3 separate regions of the Danio rerio genome follow, and all the other regions are linked to region 2. A link is a contact called in public Hi-C and HiChIP or PLAC-seq data. All regions are on one chromosome and are shown on one strand. Each heading gives the region's core, a stretch centred on a gene start, on an enhancer-like site or on the middle of the called end of the contact. The rest is flanking DNA. Distances are from core to core; before and after follow the strand shown. Region 1 holds the start of nkx6.2 (NK6 homeobox 2). Region 2 holds the start of pwwp2b (PWWP domain containing 2B). Region 3 holds the start of tmem254 (transmembrane protein 254).

Evidence for each region. Hi-C and Micro-C count contacts between places; a contact is called where the count stands out from the background. HiChIP or PLAC-seq counts read pairs in DNA pulled down with a chosen protein or histone mark.
Region 1: a contact with region 2 is called in an H3K4me3 HiChIP or PLAC-seq map of gastrula embryo, with 2.7 times the contacts expected there. The contact joins the promoter of nkx6.2 here to the promoter of pwwp2b in region 2. A contact is called at or near these places in 2 of 4 datasets of contacts at active chromatin or transcription factors (embryo and gastrula embryo).
Region 3: a Hi-C map of hematopoietic stem cells shows a contact between it and region 2, with 3 times the contacts expected there. The contact joins the promoter of tmem254 here to the promoter of pwwp2b in region 2. A contact is called at or near these places in 5 of 18 Hi-C or Micro-C datasets (caudal fin, embryo, hematopoietic stem cells and 1 more) and 3 of 4 datasets of contacts at active chromatin or transcription factors (caudal fin, embryo and gastrula embryo).

The regions. Positions count from the first base shown.
Region 1 is chr13:55,869,918-55,872,919 of GRCz12tu, forward strand. It overlaps nkx6.2 (NK6 homeobox 2), which reads left to right and starts at 1,367. Exons shown (of 3, transcript NM_001135784.2): 1 at 1,367-2,032; 2 at 2,357-2,529. The coding sequence starts at 1,618.
Region 2 is chr13:56,125,315-56,128,434 of GRCz12tu, forward strand. It overlaps pwwp2b (PWWP domain containing 2B), which reads right to left and starts at 1,570. Exons shown (of 3, transcript XM_001920829.9): 1 at 1,314-1,570. The coding sequence starts at 1,453.
Region 3 is chr13:56,298,601-56,301,481 of GRCz12tu, forward strand. tmem254 (transmembrane protein 254) reads right to left here and starts at 1,370. Exons shown (of 4, transcript NM_200370.2): 1 at 1,144-1,370. The coding sequence starts at 1,230.

The DNA.
Region 1 (3,002 bases), core at 117-2,616, 260 kb before region 2:
GTAGTTACAACCACATTACAATAAGCGATTCATGTAAAATTACAGGTGAAATCGGAAATCAAATATCCCACTTTAAATTGGTTTGAATTATGTTATTTGTTTGGGCGACACATTTAAAAAATAGTCACTATATTAATGAATAAGTTTATAAATGTAAAACAAATATAGGCTAGATAATATCCGCAAAACCCGCATTGTCGCAATCATTTTATCTGTTAACCCACAGAATGAATAAATAACTGGATTGTTATTTATGTCATTTAAGCTCGTATTGTTTTAATGGAAAATGTGTAAAGTCATCGTCATATTTCACACGGCGCGTTTCTGCTTTCTCGTTGTTTTGATGAAGGTCTAAATAATGTTGAACCCTTTTAAATTCGCCACGGTCATATTTCATCCCCGCAGATCCATAAAACATGAGCGCTGCACTTAAACAGATGATCTCTGTCTGTCTCCACAAAACACACAGCAGAAAACACTCCAGTCAAGATCACGGAGAGATCGCGGAGAAATGCGGCATTGTTGTTTTAACAATGCCAATGTACTACATCAGCTCGGCTAAATGAAGGAATGAATGATCTCAGAGCAGAAGAAAAGAAATGCAGTGGAGAATCAGATATTATCAGCATATATTAAGATTAAAACTGATAATAAAAACACCCTGCATGGGGAAAAACACGCGCTAATGGATGCGTTAAATTATACACCAAACAACTCGTGTTATACATTATTTTAAATGATTAATTGAGTAGTGGTTTAGTAACAACTCGTCTGCTTTTAAAACTTAGACTGAAATAAAAGATTGCAATATGTTAAACATGCAAATATTAAGTTATTCGTTTGATAATAACCTGAGATATACAAAACAGAGGACGCGATTAAATAATAGCCTATTTTCCCCATGCAATATTGATGTTTAAAAAAACACGCACGATGCGAAGTAATAAGACGCGATACTTTAATCGCACTTTATTACTATCTACTGCATCTAACGCGATGGATGGATATGCGAGCGCTAATTATCTGTTAAACATCAGTATATGGACTAAGCTAAACAAACGACCGAGCGCTTATTAATATGATTAGACACAGCTGTATGAGGTTAATGTACTTACTCTGCCACCGGCGTCATAAAGTAAACGCGTCTATTGTGTCAAACGCAGAAACAATGATTTCTACAGTGCGACGCGTCATTAATGCCGCTTCAATACGAGCTTGATGGAGTGCGGCTTTGTGGCGTTTGCGCGCATGCAAATTCCCCGCCGCGCGTCCTCCAATCACAGCGTGGCGTCACTTAGAGTCTTCCAATAGGGGAGTCGCGCTCGCAGGTGGCGGCGAGGTTATCAGCTCGTCGTCGCTGCCGGAGCGCATTGACCGGGGAATCGCACCTCAGATGCGGGGAACACGCTGCACTCGAAGCGGCCGTCAGATCTGCCGAACACCGCCGATTGGATTGCGCTCCGGAAACTCACTCGCGCGTGGGAAACATTTGCAAAGTTTCGCCTCCAGTTGAAAGTTCAGTTGGATGAGCTGTCAAACTTTATTTGCTGTACTTTGTGTGTGCTGTGTTCTTGGTTTTTGTTTCTCCGCGGTTTGTCCTGTGGCTCCGGCGCACCAATGTTAGCGGTGGGACAGATGGATAGTAACCGGCAGAGTGCGTTCGTCCTGGGCAGCACTCCACTGGCTGCGCTGCACAACATGACCGAGATGAAGACCTCTTTATTCCCGTACGCTCTGCAGAGTCCCGCCGGCTTCAAGGCTCCTTCTCTCGGCAACCTGAACTCTCAGATCCCGCTGGGGACGCCTCATGGAATAAGCGATATTTTGGGCAGACCCATCACCACTGCAGGACAGCTGCTCTCGGGTTTCCCTAGGATCAACGGATTGGCCACTTCAGCCGGGATGTACTTCAACCCGGCGGCCGTTTCTAGATACCCCAAACCGCTGACGGAGCTGCCCGGGCGGGCGCCCATATTCTGGCCGGGAATGATGCAAGGCTCGCCGTGGAGAGACCCGCGGGTTCCCTGTGCGGGTGAGTTTTGCGCGCTTGATCGAAATCAAGCTTAGATCCTCGAGTTGGAATATTTTATTGTACTTTTTTAAAACGCTGTGTTATTTAAACCCACATTTATTGCGAAATGTCCACAAATGCAACCAGTGCGTTAAATCTGCGCTATGCGTTAATTGCCTAAACTAGCCGAGAAGTCGGTTTTGTTCATATTTTAACCAGCATGTTTTTATTTACAGAGTGTGGTGTTTGACACTTGTTGGCTCTCAGTGACATGACAGCGCAATCTCTCATGAAGTTGAGTGGGTTTATTAGCTGACCGTGTCTCGTTTTTTTCTTCTTCTTCAGCCCAAGCAAACATGATGCTGGACAAAGATGGCAAGAAGAAACATTCCAGACCGACTTTTTCAGGACAGCAGATTTTCGCACTGGAGAAAACCTTCGAGCAGACCAAATATCTGGCCGGTCCGGAGAGAGCCAGACTCGCCTATTCTCTGGGAATGACCGAGAGCCAAGTCAAGGTAAACACAAAACTCCCAGATCAATCTAAGACTTAACTTCTCACAGCTGAAAACCACCAATAAGTTTGCAAAGCAGAGAGATGAGAGGTCGCACCGTTAATTTAGGACGCGGATAATTGCGGATAACTAATAATGTTTTCCTAACAATTTTGTTGTCATTAGGACACATTTAGGCCTTTGCTTTACGAAAACCCTGCTCAACTTTTTAATTACTTTAAAATAGGAAACAAATATTTGCTCTTAATTACATGTACGCTCTAAATAAAAATGTGTTGTTAACGTTACAAGTTTTCTTTTTTAAGGCTAATTAAATTTAAACTACAGTTTTGACACAACAGCCTTTTCCATATTTGATCCAACATTGGGCTGCAGCATTTTAAACCTGCTTTAAATTAATTATATATTTTCAGTCCAGTTGTTTTAATTAAACATTTTCAGGTGGCGTGATAAAAATCGGTAAAGTCTAGCTGGAT
Region 2 (3,120 bases), core at 320-2,819:
GAAACGAAGAATGTTGTGTGCTGATCAATAACAGAGACGCCACAGGCTCTATGAAGTGATATAACACTGTGCCGGCATGTCTATAAATATCCATCAGGCAAATATATTCATATTTACAGTCACACAGAATGAAACATCACGTTATCACACAAACACTAATATACGCAACATAAAACTGAATACAAAAAGATGAACACATAATGACTGCTCATTAATATTATAATGAACAACATTAATGTTGTGTTCCACTGACTGTGTGATTTAATAAAAAAAAAAGCGCAACCTAAGATCTGCATTTATAAAGAATCCCTGAATATTTGGCCTTTACACTGAATTTGTGTGCATAACAAGCTGATAATGAATGAAGTGATACGACTGATTAATGATAGATTTGAGATTCTCTGACTAATGATTGATGGACGAGCTGAATAAACAGCAGTGTTTGATGGGGAAATACACAAAGGGACACGCACACATCTTCATAAATAACAATAAATGCACATAATTCGACAGTAAAATCCTAAATGTCGCTGTTATTGAATAGGATGAAGATTATGAAGTGATATAACACTCTGTCGTCCTGTCTATAAACACACACAACCACACATTCAGGTGAATATATTCATATTTACACAGAAAGTAAAGCATTAATGTCAGATTTTTGCAGACAAACATTATCAACAGAACATAAAATAAACAACATAATAATAACTATAAAAAGATGAACATTTAATGACAGCTCTTTATTATTATGATCAATAACAATGTTGTGTTTACACTGCTTAAACAAGGCCGTGTGTGTGTGTGTGTGTGTGTGTGTGTGTGTTTTAATAAGTGCAACCCAAAATCTGCCTTTATAAAGGATCCCTGAATAGCTGACCTTTACACTGAATGTGTCCATAACAAGCTCACAATGAAGAATAATGAAGATATAAAGACATCCAGGATAATCAGGTTATTAATGATAAATGAAGATTTGAGATTCTCCGACAAATGATCGATGATAAAGCAGCAGTGTTTGACCGAGAAATACACAAAGAGACACACACCTTCATCATTATCATCACCATCATCTTCATCATCCTCATCATAAATCATAATAAAGCACATAACTCGACAGTGCAGTCATAAATGTCGCTGTTATTGACTAAGATGAAGATGAGGAGGATGATGACGGTGGTCAGTGTGTGTTTTCATTGTTTCTGCTGGAGGCCTGCTCGGTGCTCCGGCCTGCATTTTGCGGCCTGACGCGAATAAACTCCGTTATTTTCTCCGTGATAAAACCCAACAACAGCACAAAGAAAGCGACTCACTTTCGGCTGCAGTCCAGCAGGATCCCGGTGAAGCTCTTCTCCCGGTAGCGGAGCGTCACCACCAGCGTGTCGTTGAGGATCTGCTCGACGGTGACCGGGAGCCGGGAGCCGGCCCGCAGCTCCTCCGGTGAAGCCTGCATGTCGCGGTAACTCTCTGTCCGGCGTGAGAAGCTCGATCCCCGGCGGCGGAGCCTCGGCCTTCTGCTGCTGCGGTCCGTCAGCGCGCGCGCTCGCTCGCTCGGGAGGCTCCAGGACGCGCGCGGTGACGTCAGCAGCCGCAGATCCACCGACGCGGTGACGTCATCTCGCCGGCGGAGGAAGAGGAGAGGAGAGGAGGAAGGGTGCTGGATGGAGTCGGACACACAAACACAGATACACACACACTCTCTCTCTTTCTCCACAAACACAGACAGACACACAAGCAAACCTACACGTATACACTCATCCCCTCAGAACACGGTAAGTGTGTGTAAGCACACACACTGTAATCTGCTGTTTTACACCATTGAGCTCCATATAAAAGACAGAAACCCTTCAGCACAGGCCTATCTAAAGGGTTAATGCTGACAGCTGATGATCAACAGTAGAAATGGCAAATTGTCCCTCTTCCCAACAGGGAAAACACCAGCATCAGTCAAGAATGCATGACTATATGCTGTTATGCCCTTATAATCAATACATGTGATCATAATGCAAGTCAATGGGGCAAAAAACTGCACCAACATACCCAAAGGAGAGTCAATCTAAACAATACAAATGGGTTAAATGTTATCTTCCTGACAATGGCTGCCTGTTAAGTTTCGTATTGAATTTAAAATATTGCTTCTTATAAATCTCTCAATAATGGAGCTCCTGTTTATCTAACCAACCTCCTGTCCCACTACAATCCAACCCGCTCAAAACTCAGGGCTTCTTGTAGTACTTAGAATAGCAAAGTCCACTAAAGGAGGTCAAACCTTCTCATTTATGGTTTCTAAACTCTGGAATACCACGCCAACCAAACCGTGCTCTGGCACACCTCATCCAACCGGGCCAGGACCGGCTAACTGTATTCGGAGCATTCACACAAGTGAAACGAACCGGGAATCCAGTGGCGGATATAAACGAGTAAAATGGGCGATCGCTCAGGGTGGCATCTTGCTAGGCATGGAGAGCCCGCCCTCACCCCGCTATTAAATTTTGACTCCACCCCCCACCATTCTTCACTTTAATCAGCGAAAGTCCAACAGGAACACCATGAGGGCAGCACAATTGTCGTTTGCCTAGGGCACCAGTTAAGCTTGCAACGCTACTGAGTGCAGAGCGAGAGGGAGGAGGAAGGAGGCACAATCGTGCTTCGGCATGGCTCAAAGCAGCTGTACCCAGTATGAGTACGCCCCTACTGATTCAGTGATTGCCCTCTCTCTAGTGGACAGCCTTAGTATACCTGCTTTCATATCTAGCAAATCACAATCATCCAATCAACCCCTCCCCGCCCACATATGTTCTAATCCAGAAGTGGAGCTACAGAAGAATACACTGTAAAACAATGGCATGATGAATAAGTCATGGTAATGTGTTTTCATGTTAAACTTCATGATACATTTAACTGTCAAGCCTAAAAAATAATCATGTTTCTCCACTGATGCTCATGGAAATGTAACAGTCTCTGAAAGCAGACCATCTGCATGTTTTCATTGTTATAAAATAAAAAAATAATCAAAGCATTTAGATCATATTTAACCTGTACAGAACTCATACATCACGATAGCTCTGCAATGAAGATGTTGACCTAATATAGACACAGTTGAAGTCAGAATTACCCCCC
Region 3 (2,881 bases), core at 120-2,619, 170 kb after region 2:
TGTCATGTCATCAAACAATGGTAACACAAAAGTAATCTAAATGTAATCCAAAAATAGTCAAATTAATTTAAATGTGTAATCTGAGAGATTATATTACTGATTACACTTTTTACCATGTAATCAAACAAGGGTTAGTGCAAAAGTAATCCAAACGTAATTCAAAAGTAGTCAGATTATATTACTATAAATGTGCAATCAGAGAGATTATATTACTGATTATAGTTTTCCCATGTAACCAAACAATCCTAACACGAAAGTAATCTAAATGTAATCCAAAAGTAATCCAACTACTTTACCATAAATGTACAATCTGAGAGATTATTATTGATTACAGTTTTTATCATATAATCAAATAAGTGTTAGCACAAAAGTAATCCAAATGTAATCCGAAGGTAGTCAGATTACTTTAAATGTGTAATCTGAGAGATTATATTACTGATTATTTTTTGCCATGTAATCAAACAATGGTTAACACAAAAGTAGTCTAAATGTAATCCAAAAGTAATCCAATTACTTTATCATAAATGTGAAATCTGAGAGATTATATTACTGATACCTTTTTTGCCATGTAAACAAGCAGAAGTAATTCTAACACAAAAGTAATCTAAATGTAATCCAAAAGTATTCAATTACTTTAAATGAGTAATCTAAAAGATTATAGGACTAACTCGTTTTCATCATGTAGCACAAAAGTAAGTGTTAGCACAAAAGTAATTTAAAAGCAATCCAAAGGTAGTCTAGAGAAAAGTAGATTACCTCATGTTTAATCTGAGCGATGATATTACTGATTACACATTTTAAGTTATTTGTAATTAATACCTGATTACAATTCTTAAATAACCCACACAGTTCTGTATGTGTATCATTACACACGAATATATACAGGCATATAAATGTGTTCAGCGGGACTTTGACCCCTCGTGCAGTGTGTGTGTGTGTGTGTGTGTGTGTGTGTGTGTGTGTGTGTGTACTGTAGTAAACTTTGGCACTGTGGTAAAGTTCACTCCTTCTTCTCTTCATGAATTCTCAGATCATCTACACAGCTCAAGCACGCTGACGGTATGCACAGCTCGGGCATGTTGTGGGTCAGTTTATCCTCAGTTTGGCTGCTTCTGCTGAATAATTGATCAAGTTTTCTCTTACCGTGTAAAAGGCCAGCGCGAGGCTCACCGTCAGCATCCAGAACACACTGGTCCTCCTGAAGAACGAGCTGCCGTCAGTCTTCGCCATGATGAACACTGTAAACTTAATTAACTACACCAATTAATCAAACTAAACTAACTTAAATAAACGAACATGAGCGGAGCTGGACGCGTCTCTCTCAGCCGTCAATCAGCCAGTCACCATAGAGATCGCGGAGTACAGGAAGTGACATGGCGCCACACAATAAAAGTCCTGTAATGTTATTACGTTTTACGTTTCTGTGAGGAGTAGACGTTGATGAAATATAATTTAATGGGTAATTTAATAAATATTTCTGGCTATAATGACTGCTTTTACGTTACTCTGAGGGGTAGATGTTCATAAAATATAATATATAATTAATTAATAAATATTTCTCGTTATATTCACGTGAGGGGTTGGGGCAGAGGTAGATGTAAATAAAATACAATTAAATGGGCAATTTAATAATTAACTTGAATAATAATCTGTATTATGACTGTTTTACATCACTGTGAGGGGTTAGGGCAGGGGTAGACATTAATAAATATAATTTAATGTGTATTTTAGTAAATAATATAAATAATTCTTGTTATAAATACTGTATTTACATCACTGTGAGGGATTAGGGTTGGAGTAGATATTAATAAAATAGAATTTAATGTGTAATTGAATAAATAATTAATTCTTGTTGTGGTTACGGGTTTGACATTACTGTGAGGGCGAGAGGTTAATAAAATACAATTGAATGTGTAATTTAATGTCTTTCTGAACTCCATTAGACACAGAGGAATAAATATGACAAGATCCATTTTATTAGAAAAAGGTCTGTACATTTGCTGTGTCGGAAAACAGAAATCACACACAGTACATCAGAACCAGTGTTACTCTCAGCCTCTAACAGCCCAGAGGAACGGGAGCAGATGAAGATTAATGATTAACATCCATCTTCAGGCAGTATTATGTGCTAAAGTGTGGACAAAAGTCAAGTTTCAAATCCTTCATTCGTCTGCAAATGATGAGCTTCAGTCTGATCTCTAGAATCAAGGCATTCAGAAAGTGACGCTCAAGAGCACTTGGAGCTGCTGTCACCCACATGAACAATACTGTAGTGCTTTATAATAAATACTGTAGTTATTTACAACCATACTATAGTCAGGTGTGTTATTATATTATACTATAGCATTTCCTATAGCAACTCTTTATTAACACATGCTCCAGCATACTGCACTACTAACTACAGTATAGTGAACTGATAAACCGTAATAAATACTGTAGCATACTTTAGTCTTCACTACAGGAAACTGTGGTGTATTGATGTATAATATACCCTACAGTCACAGGAAACTGTTTATGTAGTTATTGTGTTACCATAGCAACTATAGAATCCATAGCAACTATAGAATCACCACAACAGATTAACTACTATAGTTTTAGTTACCATAGCAACCATGAAATCACAACAGATGAATTACTGTAGCTGTAACCATAGCAACTATAGAATCATCACCAACAGATTAGGTTTTTGTTACCATAGCAACTATAAATTCACCTTAACAGATCAAATGCTAATGTTGTTGTGTTACCATAAAAATTCAAGATTCACCATAAGATTATTTTTATAGTTGTTACCATAGCAACTGTAGAATCACCACAACAAAATATTTTTTACCATAGCAACTGTAAAATCACCACAACAGATACATTTCTATAGTTCTGT